Linked DNA regions of Mus musculus: region 2 is linked to region 1. The links are chromatin contacts, called in public HiChIP or PLAC-seq maps. All regions are on one chromosome and are shown on one strand. The core of a region is the stretch at or near the end of the contact, and the rest is flanking DNA. Distances in the headings are between cores, read along the strand shown. Region 1 has its middle 10 kb from the start of Rbm24. Region 2 overlaps Cap2 (CAP, adenylate cyclase-associated protein, 2 (yeast)).

Region 1 (6,216 bases), core at 1,196-3,695:
CTGGAAAAGAGAGAATAAACTGTCAAAAATATTTAAAGATATAAGACTCAGAAAAAAAAATACTGATATTCTTTTGTTAATGTAAAAGATTCAAATTCCTGAATCTCAAGCAGACCCACACATGAGGAACATAACTGAATCCACACTGTGTCCTGCAAGGTTAAGCCACTGATAACAAAAGCTACAAAGACTGAGCCTATGGTGGTTTGAATAGGTATGGCCCCCACAGACTCATGGGTTTGAATGCTTGGCTCATAGTGGGTGGCACAATTAGGAGCTGTGGTTTTGTTGCAGTAGCTGTGGCCTTGTTGGAGGAAGTGCGTCACTGTGGGGACAGGCTTTGAGGTCTCGTATGCTCAAGCTGTACCCAGTGTGGCTCAGAGTCTCTTCTGGCTGCTGGCAAATCAAGATACAGAACTCTCAGCTCCATCTCCAGCCCGTGCCTGCCTGCATGCCACCATGTTTCCCGCCACAACAATAATAGACTAAGTCTCTGAAACTGTAAGCCAGCCCCAATTAAATGTTTTCCTTTATATTAGTTGCCATGGTTATGGTGTGTCTTCACAGCAATAGAAACTCTAAGACAGGGCCCTAAAAAACAGTTTCAAAACCGTTGTATGGATCAGCAAAAAAAGTCTAACGAAAATTTAAAGCAATACTAATAAAGCTTTGTGTGGTGTGAGATACATTTAAAAATAGAATATGGGTACAATAAAGTGGTTAAAAAAAAACCAGAGAAGTCCAAGTTTCCTGCAATTAGAAGTAGTTTGGAATGCTTTGAGAATCCAATTTGTTATTGCTAAAACAGCAAGTAGAATAGATACAATTTTAAGGAAATGAAAACTGTTAGAGAGGAGATGATAGCACAAAAGGAAGAAAAAAACCAGGAGTCAGGCATAACAAACAGAAAAGATGCCAGTAGACGTCAATCTATCTGCATCAGTAATCAATTTAGACAAGTTAGACACTCTAAAACGCACATCAACAAATCTCAAGTTGGGTATCAAAAATAAGCAGATTTATAAAATGTTTCAGTAACTCTGAAGATAATTCAGTTTAAAATGAGAGTAGGAAAAAAAAAACCAGCAGCAGCAGCTAACTTAAAGCTTGCTTAGTTAATATTACATAAGATGAGTTTTAAAGCCAAAATACTTTTAAATGAGATATAGATGTCTCAAAGAGATCAAACCTAAAGGAAAGAATCATACATCTTATACCCTTACGAATACAGTTTTAGGGGCTGAAGCAATGACTCAGCGGTTAAGATCACTGGTTGCTCTCTCTGAGGACCCAAGTTCAGTTCCCAGCACCCACATGGCAGCTCAAAACTATGTGTAATTTCAGTTCCAGGGGATCCAACACCCTCACAAAGACATATATGCAGGCAAAACACCAATGCATGTGAAATAAAAGTAAATAAATATTTTTTAAAATTTTGAGTATTCTTAAAGAAACAAACAAATGATTTTAAATACAGTTTTAGCCAGGCATGGTGCCACAAACGTTCAATCATAGCATTTGATTAGTAGAGGCAGGAGGATCTCTGTAAGAGCCAACCTGATCTACACAATGAATTCTGGGTTAGCCAAAGCTAAGTAGTGAGACCCTGTCTCAAAGCAAACACACCCACAACTTCAAAACTCATAAAGAAAACATTACAGACGTAAAAAGAAACAGACACCTAAATTCCCAGTGGAAATTGTAAGAACTTGTTTTCAGTAACTTACAGATAAATAGGCAAAGAACATTTGTAACATTATTAAGTTGTAGAAGTTTGAGAAAACAAGCCTGGGTTAGTACATCTAGAGTGTTATATGGTTAAGTGTAGGGTGAATATGGTTGTCATGCCACATTAACTATTTAGTGAAATAAATTTCTGGGCAAAGCAGGTGGTAAAAACTACAATTTTGAAATGATGAAGGGATTAAAAATCAAAAGAAGTATTCCTGTTGTTGAAGTTGAGAAAGAAAGAAAGAGAGAGAGAGAGAGAGAAAGGAAGGAAGGAAGGAAGGAAGGAAGGAAGGAAGGAAGGAAGGAAGGAAGGAAGGAAGGAAGAAAGGAAGAAAGGAAGAAAGGAAGAAAGAAAGAAAGATCCTGAAAACAGAAAGCTAAGTAGAAAAATTCCAAGTGCTAGTAAATAAATAAGCATACTGGTTTCATAAGACAAATGGAATTTTGAAACGATTTGAAGATGAAAATAAATATAACACATCAAAACTTATTTCCAAGTTCAACTGTTTCTTTAAAAATTAACTATACAATCTCCTATCTATTACATAGTTGGTACATTTACCAAAAACTAACAAAAGCACATGGACACACTTTTGTGCATAAAACTCAATAGCAGATTTGGTGTGGGGTTGTTTGTTTTGTTTTGTTTTGGAGACAGCACCTCTCTCAGTAGCTCAGCTGCTCTGGAATTCACTCTGTAACCCAGGCTGACCTTGAACTAATGCCAATTCTCCTGCCTCAGACTCTCAAGTACAGAAACTGTAGGCTTGAGTCCTACTGTCTGTTTTCATTTTTTAAAATGAGAAGACTAGAAGTAAATCAAAGGATTTGGTGTGGCGATGGAGAAAGAAATTGTTCTATGAACAACACAAGGGAATTGGACTAAAAAAAAATCAAAATGTTACAAACTGCTAATGCAACATCTGTACGGAAAAGAATTAGGTAATAAAAAAAAAAGAGAGACATGGCCTACTATATTAAATCTAGAAATCAAACTAATCTATAGCCATAGCAAACAGATCAGTTTGGGACAGAGGGCAGCATTACAAAGAGATACAGGTTAGCCCTGGAAATCTTGGAAATGTCTGTGATGCTGACCGAGATAATACCTTTGAGTTCATACTCTTGCATGCATGCTCTCAAATTCATGATTAGGACTTCCCAGATTGCACGCTACAGATATGCACAGTTATGATAGATTGGGTTTTAATTTGCTCTCTCCTGATGTGAGCATCAGGACCAAAAGCAACTTGTGGAGGAACAAGCGTATTGTATCTTCAGCATTTTCGGTCCTTCATGAAGGCAAGTCAGGCCAGGAACTCAATGCAAGAACCCAGAGGCCGGAGCTAATGCTGAGATCATGGAGGAGTGCTGCTTACTGGCTTGCTCCTCGTGGTTTGCTCAGCTTGGTCTCTCATCCAACCCAATGCTAGATCAGGGTGTGAACATCAAAGGGAAGACCAGAATTGTGCTTTATTAGAATATGCAGGGCAGAATTCTCTCCATGGGAATGGAGGCTGGGCTGGGATGCAATGGGCTTGAGTGTTTTATAGGGCAAAAAAGGGAACACTTGGCATGAAAAAGTCAATCAGATCTCTTCCTTACAGTCTTGGCAGTAAATGTCAACAGAGGGTCTTATGACATGTTGTCTTTCATCTTAGGGGTTTCCCAGATCCTAACTGTTTACAGATGTTCTTATTACTAGGTTGACATTTTTGTCAGGTAGGTATTCTCAGCCATACGCTGAGTTGGGAGTTTCTCTGCTCACCTGACGCTTTTTGTTTTAGGTCATTAACCCTTCACCCTGAACTACCTTCCCAGGAGTGGTACCCCAACAGTGGGCTGGACTCTCCTATGTTCTCAATCATTAATCAAGAAAATGCCCCCACAGTCTTGCCCACAGTAAGCCAATCTGTTAGAGGCATTATCTCAACTGAGGTTCTCTCTTCCCAGATGGCTCTATATTCTGTCAAGGTCCCCCAAAACTCACCAGCACAGACTATAAATTTCTATCATATCAAAATATAGCTGCAAATTTTCTTAATAAACCTTTTGAAGTTGAGCTTTTCCAATGGAAGATTAATCAATGTCATTTTAGCCGTTTCTTCCTAAACCTCTCCAACACTAGACAGAATATTGTAGAGCTATGTGTAAGCACATTTGTGAGAAGACATTTCAACTTCTAAGCTTCAGAGGCCAAGGGTATAGTTTTGTTGTTGGTAGTGATGTTGTGAGTCAAGGTCTTATGTAGCCCAGGCTGGCCTCAAACTTGCTATACATCAATGTTGACCTTGAATGTCTCCACTCTCAACCTACTGGGTGCTGAGATTATAGGAATGAATCACCATAGCCAGTTTAGGGGGTGCTGGGATTGATCCCACAGCTTTGAGCACATTAGAAAAGTATTCTACCAACTGAGTAATGTCTATAAACCTATTTGGTTTTGTTATTAAAACAACAGCAACAACCAAAACCAATAGATGATGGGTTCCTATCAAGACCAGGAAAGGGAGCCCAGAAAGGCAGATAATATGATGCAGGTATATGCAGATTCCCCTACAGAGAATTGTAAGTTACACGGTGTATCTATACAGCGTCATACATTCTAAAGCTTAACAGAGGCTCACTGTCTTAGGGGGAAAAAAAAAACTCACAAGAGGTAAAACAAGTGTTGAGGGTCATTGAAATTTCAGTCTCACCTACACCCTAATACCTCATTAACTTGCCAGGAACTGACAGAGATACCCCAAAATTACATGTCGGTATTAAGAGCTACATCCCAGTCTAAAGTCTGTCCTGGATTTATCCCAAAAGGAGTAAAAATCATGTCCAGATAAAAATCTTCAGGGGAGCTGGGCGGTGATGGCGCACGCCTTTAATCCCACAGCACTTGGGAGGCAGAGGCAGGCGGATTTCTGAGTTCGAGACCAGCCTGGTCTACAAAGTGAGTTCCAGGACAGCCAGGGAGGGCTACACAGAGAAACCCTGTCTCGAAAACAAACAAACAAACAAACAAACAAAAATCTTCAGGGGACAAAGTATTTGTAAATTGATTCCTGACAAGTTTCTAGAACTTGGGGGTACTTAGGAAGTCCAACCTTAACGAAAATCTAAAGCAACCCCCCACCCCACCCCCGTATATCTAAGGGAGCAGTCTAATAACTGTTTAACTCAAAATTTAATACTCACGAAGCACAGCAGCAATTAAAAAAAAATGCAATACCAATTGCCAAAGGCCTTCTTCAATAATTAAAAAAACTCTTACAAATGCTAGGAAGTTGAGAACTGTAGACTCTGGTCAGCTAAAGCAGTTGATAAGAACTAATTTCTGAGATGATGTAGATATTGATGTAGCAGGCAACGGGTATGCAGGCATGTATGTGTGTGTATGTATGTGTGTGTGGTATACATGAATATATATAGATATATATTTAACATATTTTAAAATATGTTCTTAATGAGTGGACAGAGGTAGTCTAAGCAAAGAAATAGATATTTAAAATATGAAGATTCTATTGCAGAAAATATAACAAATTTTGGAATCACCTCTTTGGTTTAATGGAAATCTAGAGGTGTCAAAAGAAAGATATGGTTAACCTTAAGATAGGTCAGTAAAAAAAAAAAATGTTAACCGAAAAATCAGAGATAAGAACATTCAAGAATAAAAATGAACACGTAACCCCCAGTACAGTCAGAAAACTACTGAAATAGTATAGATGGAATTGAATTTTTTTGCAAGAGGAACTAAATGAGAATGGGGCAAGAAACCGTTAGACAAAGTAACTGCCAAACGCACGTGATGCAATGGTAAAACATTTGCGGTGGTCTGGAAATGAAGAGTCCACCACAATCTTGTGTGTTAGACAGACTGTTCCCAGCTGGTGGGTCTTGGAAAGGTAACTGCATCTTAGGGGTCATGACCTTATTAAGGAATTAGTTCTTTTGATAGATCAACGATCTGATGGGATATGGGGTTTGCCTCAGCTCAGGCTCAAAGCCCTGGGTCCAACTGCAGACAAGACACAGGAGCCCAAACAAATGTCTCTTAAATGATTTCTCTTGGGTGTTTGTCACATGTCACAATGGCAAACGTTCTGACTGACACATGAAATTGATAACAGAGATGGAGATGTGGCTGCGATGTGGCTCAGAGACTTCGGAAATGGCTTGTGGGAGGGATCTGGGAAAGTTTGCAGATTCGGGCTAAAGACATGCTGGAAGCAGACCCTAACGATTGGCATTTGTGAGAGTCCAGAAGAACAGAGTGTTGCTATGACCACAAGGAGTAAAAAAAATGTGCTCCTGAGATTTCAGACAGTCTTGGAACCTTCTAGAAAAGAACTCTCTACATTTTGTCTATGCTCTCAGGGACACAGACTATAAGTCTAAGATATACCTAACAAACCTTCATAGTGTCAGACAAGAGGAGGAGGAGGAGGAGGAGGAGCAATAACAGCAGAGTGGCAGTGGTGGTGGCTCTGAGCA
Region 2 (6,216 bases), core at 1,551-4,050, 130 kb after region 1:
ATCTTCCTAATGGGTCTGCCTGGTACTGTTTGTATTCCAATGCTAATACTGGTTCCTCAAGACCTGGTTGCCTCAGAGATGAGAGAGACAGGCAGGGTTAGAGCAAAGGCCCAGAGGTTGTGAACCAGCTGTTCTCAGCAGAGCAGAAGGCCACTGGAGAGGTGAGTTAGGAAGTGCGGTAGCTTGGAACTAGAGCTGGATAGGACCCGCTGGTCACTGCAGAGGACTTGATTGTGTCCTTGGTGTGTCAGGAAGCTACCAGGGCACCCAACAGAGGGATTAGGGTCAATTCCCTTCACTCTAAGGAAGACCCTCCAACAGAATTGACTCTGGCACCAGGCAGCACCATTCTTCCTCAGGGTGAGACTGAGGCTATTACTGAACACCGGTTAGGATGCAAATATCATCAGAAAACCCCAGAAAATGGAGAGTGTTGGCTTGGGCGTGGCATTCTGTTGGCAGGCATGTAAAATGGTGCATCTGTAAGAGAAAATGGCTTGGCAGGTACAGGAACAATGACAGCATTGTAAACATGAGGTCACACACCCCAACATGCACCCAAAAGCAATGAGGACAGACTTTCAGAGTGGTATTCTGAACAGCATGAGTCTCGGCAGCCAAGAGGTAGAAGCAACTGGAGCATCTACAGACAGACAAATGCATCGAGGAAATGTGTTGTCTGACACTGTGCTAAGGAAAATAAAACTGACACGGACAGGGGTGCGTGCATTTTGTGACTTCTCCTATGTGACACATCTAAAGATGCAAAATTCATAGAGACCGAGAATAGCAATCACCAGAGGCAGGAGTGGGAGGCAATGAGAAATCTCGTTGAGTATCTGTGAAGCCTCAGCTCTACGACAACAAAACCCAGAAGTCTCACGACAACACGAGTGTTTACATAAAGATGGTTAAGATGGTAGTGTGGTTTTTGCTGGTATATTACTGTGTGTGTGGATGTTTGTAAGTGTGTGGCTACACATGAAGGTGTGTGTGTGCAAGCATGTAAGAGTCGACCCCAGATGTCTTTCTTTGGGTGAAATCCACCGTGTGTGTAAAGCAGGGTCCCTCACCGGGGCCTGATACTCACTGAGTGGCTAGGATGGATGGCCAGCTAGTGAGCCTCAGAGATCATCCTGTCTCTACCTTCCCCAGCACTGGGATCACAGCTGTGTACCATGGCTGGCTTCTTACACGGGTGCTAAGGATCAAACATGCCCTTGGTGGGGCCAACTCTTTCCTGGCTGAGCAATCTCGACGACCCATTTTCTTCATGTGATTTTACATAATCATGCAGAGTACATTCCTCATGGTGACATTTCTATCCCCCTGCACCACTAGACTGTGTTCTTCTTTGTCCCCCTTCCCTGATGTCCTCCTCCATGACCCCTGTCCTCTCTGGCTGGCTCCCTTCCTCCGACCGTCCCTACTTTCTTCTTTCGTGTCACAAATATTACATTGCCATCTCTTCTCAATCTTAATATCTCTTCTATCCCTCGTGATCCCCATTCTCGATTCAAGACTGACCAACAGACAGAGAGAGAGAGAGAGAGAATGAGAGAGATGCAAATTTTCTTATGTCTTATCTTCTCATAACTTCTTTTCCGTTAAATCTGGGAGAAAGGGAAAAGTATAGAATCTGGGAATTTCTGGATTGAAATAGATCTTGAAGGATGTGTACTCTGGTCTGCTAGCTACCGACAGATTTCTACCCCGGCAGTTAGTCATTATTTACATCCTGGAAAAGACAGTTTCAGCGTAGGTTTACAGAAAATCTGATGCTTGGATAAAGTTGTTTGAGGTTAGAAGATAATTGGAAAGGGTTCCATCTTTGCTCCGTCTCTGTTGATAGCATATTCGACACCCAGCAGTGGTCTCACAAAGGGATCTGGTGACTTTCCATCCCAGTGGATCCAAGACTGCAATTAAATAACTGGTCAACCAATCACATCACAGGGTACTCGTCTGCCAAAGATGTCCTCCACTGTTATTAAATACTTCTCTTGAAACACTCACTGACCCTTTTAGTTCTGGTTGTCTTTTTCTCTCTGAAAGTTCACATACAGCAAACTCGTGTTGAATTTCTCATATTTACCATACACAGTTTACCTGAAAGCTAAATACATAAAGGAGTGGTACCCCAATGTGAAGAAGACATTCTTGCATGATGCTCTCACAGTGATTCCAGATCTGTGACCTTCAGTTGATGTTGACAGTACGTTTCTGGGGTAGGACAGAACTCTGACTACTAACATCTCACAAAACCCTAGATAGAAGCTCTAACCAGAGAACAACAAGGCTTAGAAATAAGTATGGGAGCTTAGAGTTTTTCCAAAAATGTACACCCTAGTGCAGAGCCTTCTGTTTGCATAGTAAAGAGCTCCTTTACATTCCTTTTAGAATAAAGAGAGGTATAGATGTATTTGGATTTAAATGAAATGCTTTTCCCTCCTCACTTGTCAGCTTATAAGCAGTGCGACTCTAATGAAAATATGTTCTCGATAACGAATACGGAATGATTTACACGTGTCGTGTTTGTGTTAAGAGAAGGAAAACTGAAATCTGAAACGGAACAAAAGAGGAGGAGGGATCCAGAGGGAAAAGAAAAAAAAAAGAGGAAGGGAGAAAGCAAGAGAGAGAAAAGAAAGGAGGAGAGGAAAGACAAGAAAATATAGGGAAAGAGAGCAATAAAAGAGAGAGAGGCTCGCCATCTGAAAACGCAGTCCCTGACTCTGTAACACAAAGAAAAGCACAGACACCCAGCATCCATCTGCCTGTCGCTTTAATAAAGTGAACAAGCAGTTTAGGTCTGTGCCCTCCCAGAGCCCTGTGTCATTGGAGTTAAGCCTGCAGCTGCCACCTCTGTTGCAAGCCAAAAAGTGGGGGTTGGGGGGGAGAGGAGGGAGGGAAGGGTGTCGAACTTTGTTCCAAAAACACACCTGTTGCCTAGAAAAAGAAACCCCCACATACCTGATTGTACAGTACAGAAATCTGAGACGGATATACCACACGCATCATTTCACCCCCCTCCCTCCCAGCTTAACAGCTATTTCACAGATATTAAGAATGAGTAGGCACAGGCAGGCCAACGATTTAACTTCTGTGTCCTCTTGCTGGCTGCTGGGCGGGCTGTAATTTACCCGAACACTCAATAGTCTATTGACAGAGTAGACCACAAAAGGGAGGGGGGATTAATGTTGACAATTAGGACGTTCTGCTGAGCCCAAGAACAGAACAGGTTTAGAAAAGATTAGATCTGGCTAAGCCTCCTTGTAGGCAACAGAAACCAGGGGGCTTATTTAAATTACTCTCCAACCCAAGAACAATGACACAGCCTGTGCCTCCTTTAGAAGAATAAACAATGCGTAATTTTACAATAGATCTTTAGGGTAAACATGGCGGTTGCCCTGGAAGGAAAAGGCTCTCTAAAAACGGTTCTCATATATCATCAACAAGGTCTTGGAAGCCATGGCCCATTAACAATGGACTGGTGTGATACTTGTTGTGTGTTGTGTTGTTTTTCTAAATGAAAAGCCAGAAACATAGCTCAGTTGGTAGAGTGCTTGTCTAGCAAGCACCGTATAAACAAACCTAATGTGGTTATACATGCCTACAGTCCCCAGCACTTTGGAGGTGGAGGCCAGAGGTTCTACACAAGAGTGGGGGTGGAGTGGGTGGGAGGTATAGCAGAGGTGAGTGCTTGAGGACAGCATGGGCTACTTGAGACCTTGTGACCTTGTCTCATCAAGCAAACAAACCCCCAGTTTACAGGAACTAGTCTCTGGCCAGTTGCTGAGTGACTTGACAGTCCCAAAGCAGCTGCCAGTAGCAGCTGGAAATCCCGAGTTCTTCCTGAACATTTCTTGGGGTGGGGAATGTTCATTTCCTTATCTTGATTAGAGTGGATTTAAAAGAAAGCACTCCTATTCATTGTTTCATAAGGGAATCACAATTTAAACGAAAAGACACTAAAATTAGAACTAGGCTACATATGCTGTGGATACAAATCTGAGCTACGTCTTTGTCTTCCCTGACCTCATAACAGATAGGCACACTTAGGCAATTAATAGACACCCTCACTTGTTGGTTGGGGGGAGGGGTTGAGACAGAGTGTCATGTGGCCCAGGTTGGCCTCAAATTTACTTTGTGGTTGATCCTGACCTTGAACTTTCCACCCCACCTCTACCTCCCAAGTGCTAGGATTACAGGTACATACCCACAGGCCTCACTTTTGATGTCTCTCCTGACTACAACCACACCCTGAGAGTCCCTAAGACTTAACTGTAGAGTTAAGTCAACTCTACAGTGGTTGCTCCTTTCAAGCCATTCTGAGTAGTGGCGATCCTGGCAGAGTGGCATCCCTCACCTTCACCATCTCCTTCAGCCATGTTGGCCTTCTAGTTGACTTCCGGTTTTCCCAGTTTCCTGCCTGTTGTTGTAATTAACTGAAGCACTTGACTTTAGTAAGGTTACCACACACAGAGTGTTTTAGCAGTCATAAATCAGTTTGACCAAATGGCAAATATCAAAACGTGATCTGGTCAGGAATTCTGACTCGGGGGTTCCCACAGTCTGTGAAGCCAGCCTCTTTGTTCCTACTGTTGCTAATGACAGCTCTAACTTTCAGATAAGAAAACATTTTGATATCATTCCAGTTATATCTTCTTTTATCCCTCTTTCCCTTGTCCGTCTCTTTCCCTTTCTCTCTCCCTCTTCCTTTGCCCTCCATCCATCCATCGCTTTTACTGTTATTTTTGCCTTTCCCTCCTTCTTTCCTGTCTTTCTTTCTCCCTTATTCTGAGTTTCCTTCTCCCTCCCACCTTTCCCTTTTCCTCCTACCCCCTATACATCTCTCTTCCCTCTCTCTCTCTCTCCCCCTCTTCCTCTCCCCCATTACCCTCTCTTTCTCTCTGCCCCTCTTTCTCTTCTCCCTCTCCCTCTCCCTCTCTCTGTCTCTCTCTGTCTCTCTGTGTCTCTCTCTCTCTCTCTCTCTCTCTCTCTCTCTCTCTCTCTCTCTCTCTTTTCCTCCCTTCCATCTATTTTCTATAGAGAAGACTCTCTACCCTAGTGAAAATAAGTAACATGGGGTGTGTTAAAGGACAGCAAAGACTGGGTTTCACAGCTGGGAATCTTAATGCCCTCCCCGCCCCCCGAGTGCCCATCTGTCACCTTAGCTGATACCTGCTTTGACTTTTTGGGCAGCTGTGGCTCCCATGACCTTTCTCCTCACGAGGAACAAGGTGGGAGACTACAGGGAGGGTGCAGGGTGGTGGAGGGGCAGAAGTCCTCCTGCGTTATGGCTTTTATGCATCACCTCAGAGCAGAAATGACTGAGGGAATGAAGACCTCTGGGTTCCCCCACTTTGTCTCTGTCACACAATCCAGTCCAACACAGTCATTATCATGCTGCGGGCTCCTGAGATACAGAATTCAGGCACTCTCACACCTATCCATTATCATTTCTTCCCAAAAATACGGAGAAAGACTTTTTAACTCTTCGCTGAGGACGTACTTGGCCTCCAGTCACAAGCTTTGCCATGCAGCCCATGTTCCGTTGACTTGCTAGCCTTAGGTAGTGTGGTGGCTAATTCTTGTTGTCACATCGGCTGGATGTAGGATCACCATAAAGACACATATTTTGCATCATCTCTGACAGAGTTTAGAGGAAAGTTCACTTGGACAGGGAAGCAGCATCGTCCCAGGGACTGAAGTTCTAGACTGAGTTTTAAAAGGGTTAGCTAAGCACCAGCCTTAATCTCCCCGCACCCCCATCTCCTGACTGCAGACACCGTGTGAGCAGCCACTTCACACACGGGCCATCATGGCTCCCTGCTCTGATGGGCAGCATCCTCGGAAAACGTGAGATGAAACCAGTCCTTCCTTCCTGAAGTTGTTCTTAGCAAAAGTTACAAATACAGTGGGCAGATTTTTCACTTAAGGAAGTTTTTAGACAAATTCTTTCCATGTCTTGTTGAGAGTGCGGGTTTTAGATTACACTTAGAGTCCAGGGGCTGACCAATAAGAAACTGGACTTAGAACCAAAACACCCTGGAAGTGCCAGCAGGCATCCTAACCACCAGGACCAACTTGTCTGTCTATGAAAAGTAAGCTGCCATTAGATACCCTGCTGGAATAGCAAATCAGGTCCTGGTAAAGAAAAGGTGTACTGTGGTAACTTTCGGGTACACGCAATAGGTTACAATATGACATTTTACA

What was found. HiChIP or PLAC-seq counts read pairs in DNA pulled down with a chosen protein or histone mark.
Region 2: a contact with region 1 is called in an H3K27ac HiChIP or PLAC-seq map of heart atrium, with 5 read pairs. The contact joins two enhancer-like sites. A contact is called at or near these places in 1 of 39 promoter capture datasets (hippocampal neurons), 4 of 484 Hi-C or Micro-C datasets (muscle stem cells, nephron progenitors and psoas muscle), 8 of 115 datasets of contacts at active chromatin or transcription factors (embryonic forebrain, embryonic hindbrain, embryonic midbrain and 4 more) and 1 of 9 other capture datasets (adipose tissue).

Annotation. Positions count from the first base shown.
Region 1 is chr13:46,404,911-46,411,126 of GRCm38.p6, forward strand. No RefSeq gene overlaps it. Among named protein-coding and RNA genes, the nearest start is that of Rbm24, 10 kb to the right of the region's middle. Within about 2 kb of position 2,446, at least 7 of the 459 cell types and tissues checked have an H3K27ac peak or open chromatin away from gene starts, as enhancers often do. A contact at or near this core is called in heart atrium, where this site is marked.
Region 2 is chr13:46,531,426-46,537,641 of GRCm38.p6, forward strand. The region is part of intron 3 of Cap2 (CAP, adenylate cyclase-associated protein, 2 (yeast)); the gene reads left to right. Among named protein-coding and RNA genes, the nearest start is that of Cap2, 33 kb to the left of the region's middle. Within about 2 kb of position 2,801, at least 56 of the 459 cell types and tissues checked have an H3K27ac peak or open chromatin away from gene starts, as enhancers often do. A contact at or near this core is called in heart atrium, where this site is marked.